Regions from separate parts of the Mus musculus genome. Here region 1 is linked to region 2. The links are chromatin contacts, called in public HiChIP or PLAC-seq maps. All regions are on one chromosome and are shown on one strand. Each heading gives the region's core, a stretch centred on a gene start, on an enhancer-like site or on the middle of the called end of the contact. The rest is flanking DNA. Distances are from core to core; before and after follow the strand shown. Region 1 overlaps Gm36709 (a long non-coding RNA gene). Region 2 overlaps Prkca (protein kinase C, alpha).

The links. HiChIP or PLAC-seq counts read pairs in DNA pulled down with a chosen protein or histone mark.
Region 1: a FOXA1 HiChIP or PLAC-seq map of pancreatic cancer cells shows a contact between it and region 2. The contact joins two enhancer-like sites. A contact is called at or near these places in 12 of 39 promoter capture datasets (the 3T3-L1 cell line, 3T3-L1-derived adipocytes, the C10 cell line and 8 more), 10 of 484 Hi-C or Micro-C datasets (3T3-L1-derived adipocytes, CD8 T cells, the HPC-7 cell line and 5 more), 11 of 115 datasets of contacts at active chromatin or transcription factors (the NIH/3T3 cell line, a beta-TC-6 cell line, embryonic basal ganglia and 8 more) and 3 of 9 other capture datasets (adipose tissue, embryonic stem cells and liver).

The regions. Positions count from the first base shown.
Region 1 is chr11:108,363,354-108,367,329 of GRCm38.p6, forward strand. It overlaps Gm36709 (a long non-coding RNA gene), which reads right to left. Exons shown (of 4, transcript XR_880267.2): 4 at 3,477-3,626. Among named protein-coding and RNA genes, the nearest start is that of Gm36709, 16 kb to the right of the region's middle. Within about 2 kb of position 2,453, at least 67 of the 459 cell types and tissues checked have an H3K27ac peak or open chromatin away from gene starts, as enhancers often do. A contact at or near this core is called in pancreatic cancer cells, where this site is marked.
Region 2 is chr11:108,149,117-108,153,338 of GRCm38.p6, forward strand. All of the region lies in intron 3 of Prkca (protein kinase C, alpha), which reads right to left. Among named protein-coding and RNA genes, the nearest start is that of Gm11655, 22 kb to the right of the region's middle. Within about 2 kb of position 1,480, at least 122 of the 459 cell types and tissues checked have an H3K27ac peak or open chromatin away from gene starts, as enhancers often do. A contact at or near this core is called in pancreatic cancer cells, where this site is marked.

The DNA.
Region 1 (3,976 bases), core at 1,203-3,702, 220 kb after region 2:
CTCCCAAGACTATTAGAAGCTCTCCCAGGGTCACCTTGCTGTGAAAGTTGCTACTCTGTAGTCTGTTGTCTGAGAGTCCATAAACAGAAGCCTGTGGTGCGGCTCCTGCTCACCGTCACTTTTGAAAAGTTGCTTGGGTGTCCCTGGAGCCTCTGTCTGAGCAGCTGGAGGTTTGCCCACCTGCACAGGCTTAAGAACCCTGACAGCCTGCAAGCCTCACCCGCCCTCGGCCTCTTCCTTCTGAGGATTTCTGCAGCCTGTAACACCCAAAAGAAAGGCCTGGACTTTACACACTTAGATGGAAGCAGGAATTCCATGTGCCCATGGTGCATATATAATGTATGTGGAGCAAACATCTTGTTTTAGAGGTCAGAGGTCAATGCAAAGTTCCTTGCTCTGTTGCTTCCCATTTTATTTTTTAATTTCACAGGTATGGGTTTTTGCCTATCTGTATATCTGTGCACCACATTCACGCCTGGTACCATCTAAGGACAGAAGAGGATGTCAGATCCCCTAGAACTGTAGCTACAGATGCTTGTGAGCTAACATGTGGGACTGGGAATCTAATTGGGGTCCTCTAGAAGAGAAGCCAGTGCTTTTAACCACTGAACTGTCTCCTGCCCACTTTCCACCTTATTTTGAGATAGGGCCTCCCTCTAAGTCCAAAAGCTCATCAGTTAGCTGGACTGGCCAGCTGGGGGCTCCAGGGATCTCCCTGTGTGTACTGCATCACACTGTGGGTTTGGAAAACAGGGAGCTGGGGTCTGGAGAGATGGCTCAGAAAGATTACAGATGTGCACTACCACAGCTGGTTTGTGTTCTGCTGGACCCAGCGCTGAGAGAAAGCACTCTGTCAACTGAGCTGCCTGCCCAGATGTCTTTCTTCGGAAACACTCTAGAGAAGCCTGGTTCTTGCATCTTCTCTTCCTTAACCCTTGTCAGCTGTCCTCTGCTCCAGACCTGCACTCTAGTGACCGCATCCTCCCAAAGATCACTGCTCACTGTAATCCACAGATCACTTGAGCTTCTAATCGTCTGTGTGATGTCCCCATCTCTCACCTCACAACTCACTATTCCAGTAGCTTTCTAAAATACCAGTGCTAGTAACTGCTACCCAGTGTCATCTGTCCCTTCTTCCTGTTTTCTTTGGAGAGGTATCTCATCCAGGCTGAAACACGGTACTTCCAACTGCTTTGTCAGCTTAGAAGTGAGCTCGAAGCAGAAGAAAAGAGAGTAGCCTAGACACCTACCAGTCAGGCTCTTTGGTGGCTTGAACAGAGCCCCGATTTCTAAAAGTTCCTTTCCCTCACCCAGCCAGGCCTTTGGAGACTTGCGATCAGTGAGGACATTCTCCCGAATGACGGGGAGCTCTCTCACTTCCACAACATGGGTATAGTGGAAGTGTCGAATAGATTGTTGTCACTGTAGGTTTGGGGATTCCCTAGAAGTGAAATGGAAAATGCATTTGGGGAGATGAGGGTTTCTGCATAAAACATTGAGAACGGCTCCTAATCGCCTTTTCTGGCACACTGGATGACATATCCAGAGACTCTGAAGCTGCAGAGGATGGGCAGAGGAGAGTCTGACCTGTCTTAGGAGGAGCCAGATTTCTGGGGCTCCTCTTAGCTGAAGCAGGGTGAGAATGCACAGGTTTCCACATGGGCAAGATTCAGGGGAGAGCTGAGAGGCCCACATGCTCAGTGGAGATCCCTGGAAAAGCAGTAAGCCTGGATTCTCAGGCAGGGTTGAGATCAGACTCTGGGGGGTGCGGGTGGGGCTTCTGCAAGGTCAGGGCCACGTAGTTGTTTGTTTAACATAGTGAAGAGCCAAGTAGGAAAAGATATGCCCTTGGAGGTTGCTGGGGAACGCCTGTGGCACACACCCTCCCCCTCTCCCCCCCTCCCCCCATCCCCCCATCCCCCCAACGCTCCTGCCTCGCCCCACCCCAGAGCTGGAACTTTGGGCTTCAGAGACTCATTGTGGCACAGTGTATCTCTCTGCGGGGATTGTTTGCTTAGTGACACATCTTCCTGATACCTTGTGGTCATTCAACTGGCTAGGCTGGAAGTGTGTGCCAGCTTACTGAGTCAGCTGCTGGAAGGACTGTTTTAGACACGTAATCCTTCTAGAAGGCAGTGGGCAGAGGGGTAAGGAGGCTTGTAGCAGTCAAGCAAATTCCTGAGACTTTGAATAATGTCTACTTCTCTTCTGAGCCTCCTCTGTTTTCTGGACAATAATTCGGGAGCAGTAAAACCTACCTCCTTTGTGCTAAGACCAACTGAGGTTGCATATTTTCTTTTCTTTCTTTCTTTTTTAAAAAACAGGGTCTCTTATATTCGATGATGGACTTGAATTCTCTTTGTAGCCAAGGGTGACCTTGAACTTCCAGCCCTCCCGCCTCTACCCACTGAGTTCTGGCACTCCAGGCACGTGCTACCATGACCCAGCTGCAAGGTGCTAGAGTTCAAACTTCACGTGTGCTAAGCAAACACATTACCAGCTAAATGACACCTCTATCCCCGAGGCTTCGTATTAAAGCAGCCGTCATACCTCAGCCACCAAAATCTCACCTTAGCACCTCTTAAATATAGGTTACAGTGTGCAACCTTCTGAGTTCCAGATTCTATGGGTCCAGGTGGGACTTGAGAATTTGTACTTTGACTAAGTCACTAGCTGGATCTGCCACTTTTCACTGTGGAGCCAGCATTGGAGATGTAGCCCTTTAAAGCATCCAGGCTGTCTGGGATTTATATGTGGTTTTAGTGAGCTCCTATAGTCTTTTTATTCAGGTGATAGAGTCTGTAAGCCAATGCTTTGATTTCTGGTTTGTTTGTTTCTTTTTGCAAAGATACTATTAAGTTTTCCTGTCTTCCAGATATCAGCCTACTCTGCCAGAAAATAGAAACATATATTATAGCCTTTTTGTAGAAACAGTAATGACAAACCTAACCTTTCCTAAAATTTAGTGGTGGAGGGAGGCAGGGGGGATGTGCCAGGACACTTATTCAGAGGCCAGAGCACAACTGTGTAGAGTCGGCTCCCTCCTTCCACCTTCATTTGAGTTCCAGAACTTACCTCAGGTTCCCAGACTTTTATAGCAAGCACCTTTACCCGCTGAGCCACCTCATTAGCCCCATAATATTTATAGAAAGCATTCGTAAATATAGTCTGGTTCAATCTTCACCAAAACCTCATTCTGTGCTTCAGAGAAATCAATTACTTTAGTCAGATTCAAAGGGCTAGAGAAAAAGACAGAGCCTGGACTCAAACTTGGGTTTTCCACTCCATTCAGTTATTCTTCCCACCAAATCTTGGTGTCTTCATTTTCTCCATTGCTAGTACAGACTATTTTTCTGTTTTCTGTTTGTTTGTTTGTTTGTTTGTTTGTTTTGGTTAACATACATGTCATGGGTCTTGAGTGAAGCAATTGATTCACAGCAGTTTGAAAGTTTTTCAGTTTTATGGCCAACACCCCAGGAGCAGTGCACAGCAGCAGGTAGACACGCCTGATGTTTCGTGTTAGAGCATTTACCACTGAGGCATGTATGCTGAATTTCAACCAGGAAACGGTGCCTTACTCTTCAACAGAGACACTCCTTGTCCTATAGGGCTGTGTTAGAGGCAGCCTGTCCGTGTGGGAGAGAACAAGAAACAGAGGTGCGTGTTCAATCGACGATTGCTGAAAAGCAATTGGAAATTGCTTTCTATCCAGGGAAAACAAGAAAAGCCATCTAGCCATTTGCCAGGAATGGGAAATTTGCAGGAGTGAAAAAAAAAAAAAAACCAAAATGAAACAGCATTGGCTTCCTTTGTGGTAGGATGGAGAGCCAAGAAGACATTCTTACACTGTGCCATTAGGGAATTGCTTTCTTGCAGAGAGGAGCACTGTAGGGCAGGCTGGCAGGAGGAGGAAGTTAAAGAGTAGAGCTGCTGGAACCCACAAACTTGGCTTCAGATCAGCCTGTCTGTCCTTTGC
Region 2 (4,222 bases), core at 230-2,729:
GTTTGGAAGATGGAAGGTATTTATTTTTCTTCCACATCCAGATCTAGAAGGAAAAAAACTAGCTTTGGATCCCAGCCAACTGTTCTTTGTTTCAAAAATCAATATACGCCTTGGAGGAAACAATATTAGCAAGGGGCCACACCCCCTGAAGCTCCTGGCATAGTAGCCGGTCTAAGAAGCCTGGAGATGAGCCTGCAGAGGGGAGCTGGAGGAGCATACTCTACGAACCTCCATGACTGCAATCTGCAGCCGACTTTGCTTATCTCATCGGTGGGAAAACAGCATGCGGCAGATTAGAACCTAGCTCTAAAAGCCACTCTCTGCACCATTCTTTATCAAACTTCCTTACTTGAGCCACTGCAAAGATGACAGTCATTGCACAGTCTCTGATAAACTCCCACCATCCCCTGCAACTAGCGTTGCAATGACCGGTGAACTCAATCGAGAACAAGTAAGAACATCTGCTTCTTATGTTGTTGTTTCTACAACCCAAAGCTATCATATCAATCGACCCTTTTGGTATTCCCAATGTGACAAGTATTTAAATGCATCTAAACCTGCAGTACATCAGCAAGATGGTTTTAGGAATTGGAATTTCTGTTGCAATTCATAAATAATCAAGTAAAATTCTAATTATTTTCAAAAGAAGAAGAAAAAGAAGAAGAAGGAGGAGGAGGCGGAGAAGGAGGAAGAGGAGGAGGAAGAAGAAGAGGAAGAGGAAGAGGAAGAGGAAGAGGAAGAAGAAGAAGAAGAAGAAGAAGAAGAAGAAGAAGAAGAAGAAGAAGAAGAAGAAGAAGAAGAAGAAGAAGAAGATCTGCTTCTTATGTTGGTAGGAGTCCCATAGACACCTGTACACACCTTGCCCATGTGGTCACTCAACACATGGGTTGTCCTTTTCTTAACCAGGAAAAGAGATTCGGGAGGGACAGAGAAATGCACTACACCCAAGAAGTGTCAAGTCTAGAGGTCCAACCAGAAGGACATTGATGACCTTTCACCACACACCTGCATGTAAATCATAGTCAATCTCCACACCACGGGAGGTTTGGGGTCTCTCCAGCAGATGAGGATGCAGAGGAGTAAGGGACCCGAAGCTAGAGCAGCTGAGAAGGTCACACACAGTCTAACCCCCTGTTCCATCCCAGTGTCAGCCATCTGCAAATGCCAGACTCCTACTTTCCCGCGCCACCAGCCTTGCACTACATAGCTGCAGACAGCAGAGAACTTTGTCATTGGCTGCTTGACACTGAAGAAGCCCCACTAACTGCTGCCAGCTACCCAATCCACTGCCCGCCTGGGGCTATTATAACATGGTCCACTATTCTGGGAGGACCTCCATCTCTGGCTGATTCATTCCTCCTCCACTGAGCAAAACCCTAGCGGCACGGCTGTCTTGTTCTAGCCTTCCTTCCACACCGGCCCAACCCGAGCCGGGTTTTGCAGAAAGCTGCCTCCCTGTCCGCCTCCTCACCGCTGCCAGGGCTCCTGACTGGGCTGAACAGCTCCTGGTGAATGTTACCCTTTGTCTCTGGAGCCCAGGGCTGGCTCTGATGGCTGGAAAGCTTGAACAACAATGATGAATCAGAGTATTTATTTTTGAGGTTTTTCTCCAAGCTGCCTCTTCATCAGGCCTTAAATAGCAGCATTCAAGCTGCCACAGATACTTCCAAAAGTTTGCTGGCCTGGAATTCCCAGGAGGGAAGAACTTCGTCTTCCTGGCAACAAACTGGAGCTCAGTGATGCCCTGACTGAAAGAGGGGCACAAGCTGGGTTTCTCAAGAGATGGCAGCCTTACCTGATTAAATTGATTATGCCATTTTCCCTGTTCCTGAGCACCCTCCCCCCACCCCTCACCCTTGCAGGAGAAATGGCGTATTTCTGTTTCCAAGTGTGGTGGCCTTTTCAAAACCTGTTTTCTGCATTTCACTCTTTCTTAATTGGTGCCACCTAGAGCCAGGTCTGGTCTGTTCCACCCAGGGCCAGGAAACTCAGCTTTCACATAAAGAATGATCCACACACAGTGTAGTTCTCTGATGTTAAAAAACAAACAAACAAAACAAACAAACAAAAAAATCAAACAAAAAGAAAAACAAAAAAACTTCATTTGAAAGTTAACAGTTCTTGTTAAGATCGAACGGTTCCATGAAACCACGGAAAAGAACCCCAAGAAGCATTTGCTTTTCTTGTTACATCGTTTGGCCCCCTCAGTCGGAACAGAAAGGTACTTCGCGCCTGAAGCATGTGTTTGACATCACAGATATGCCTGCCCAGGTAGCCGCTTTCCAGGAGGGAAAGAAGTCTGAACAGACAAAACAAACAGGAAATGAGAGCAGAGGGTCATAAAACAGACCCAAACCCAGTGAAAGTGTGAAGATGGAAGATGTGGTGCAGAAACACAGTGACACAGTGACGCAGTGACGGGAGATACTCAGCTCCGGAGACACCATCCTAGTGCGTCTGCCTGTGAACAGAGACATGCTGAAGCGGTCAGAAGGGAGGGTACTGTTCTTTTCATGACAGTCTAGATGATAAGAGGGTTTAACTGCTGCTATGATTGTGTGCCAATGAGGGCCTTGGTGTGGGCCCTGGAGAGAGCCTGGTCTCCACAGGAGGGCACACTGGCCTTCCCTGAAAATGCCCTGAAGTCCATTAAGCATGCCACGCTGTCAGGTAATTTGCTCATTGGAATGCTTCCTGACTAAAGGCAGACTTCTCTCACACTGGCACCCATTCCACCTAGCAAAGCGGCCTTGAAGTCTCACGTGCTCATAACTGCAAACAGAGCATAGACCGGCCACCAGCACACTAACACATAAAGATGGAGATGGCCACCCCTCCCTCTCACTGGAGAGCTCTTCCGATGCTGTAGGTTCACTCTTGTTTATCCGTGAGCCCACCCAGGGATTAGCAAGTCTCCCATCTTGAGGAATATAAAACCAAGGCCTAGCACCTCTGAGAGATTCACAGCTGTGAGTGTGAGCAATGAACCTGGTCCTTTACCCTGGTTACACGCTTCCCAAGGGGTCGGCTCTGGAATCTCACTGTTCCGTTGCATCAAAACGATGCAGAGGAGGCATGCAGGGTTCAATTTCAGTACACACATTGAGCTTCAGAAGTAGGAAAGGGGAGAACACTTTAGCAAGGGTCAGGAAAATGACCAGACTATACTGCAGCAGTAAGGAGGAGAGAGGGTCTGTCTGTCTGTCTGTCTGTCTGTCTGTCTGTCTCTCTCTCACACACACACACACACACACACACACACACACACACACACACTTCATCAGAACTGGGTTATATGATTCATGGCACGCCACACAGTACGCAAGTAGCATCTGGGTCATAGAGAAAAGCTGTCAGCACCGAGTCTTCCCAGGGATGTTAATTTTTAAGAGGTCCCGTGCATATGTAATTTTAAAATCTCAGCTCCAGACCTGATAAAAGCAGAGGCTGGGCTTGGCGTTGAACAGTTCTGTCTCTTAACACCGCTGCTAATGACTAACCTTGCTGCAGCAGCAGACCCACAAGCTTAGTGTTTGTTTCAAACCGTTTCCTCCTCAACGATTCTCACTTGGGAGATCATAATAGTTATGGCACTCAATAACTTTTACTGTAGGCTACAACAAAGACCTGCCTTGGTTGAGAAACCTTACAAACTATAGCCCTCAAAAGAGGAAGCAGGGACTGAATGGCTCAGTTGGTAAAGTATTCAATGTACAAACGGGGACCTGAGCTTGATTCCCAGGACACACAGACAGATGTTGGGTGCAGGGCAGGAGAGATAGCTCAGGGGTAGAGAGTACTTTCTGCACCATCTAAGACCTGGGGCTTGGATGCCAGCATCCACATAAGCCAGGCATCCCATGTGTTTGTGTAAGCCCAACTCTGAGTGGAGCAGAGACTGGAGGAGGGCTGGAGCTGGAGCTACAGCCCAGAAAACCTGACCCTGTCTCAAAGGAATAGGTTGGTTGTGATGGAGGTGGACACTCGAAACCCCTTCTAATCTCCATGTATGTGTGCAGGCACAAACACCAGCAGCACACATATAAAACTACACACACACACACACATATGAGATGTACACAGAGAGACAGGCAGAGACAGACACAAACACACAGAGACAGATTACAGATACACACACACACACATATACACACACAGACACACAGATACAGACACAGACATAAACACACAGATACCGACAGATAGACACACACACAGATAC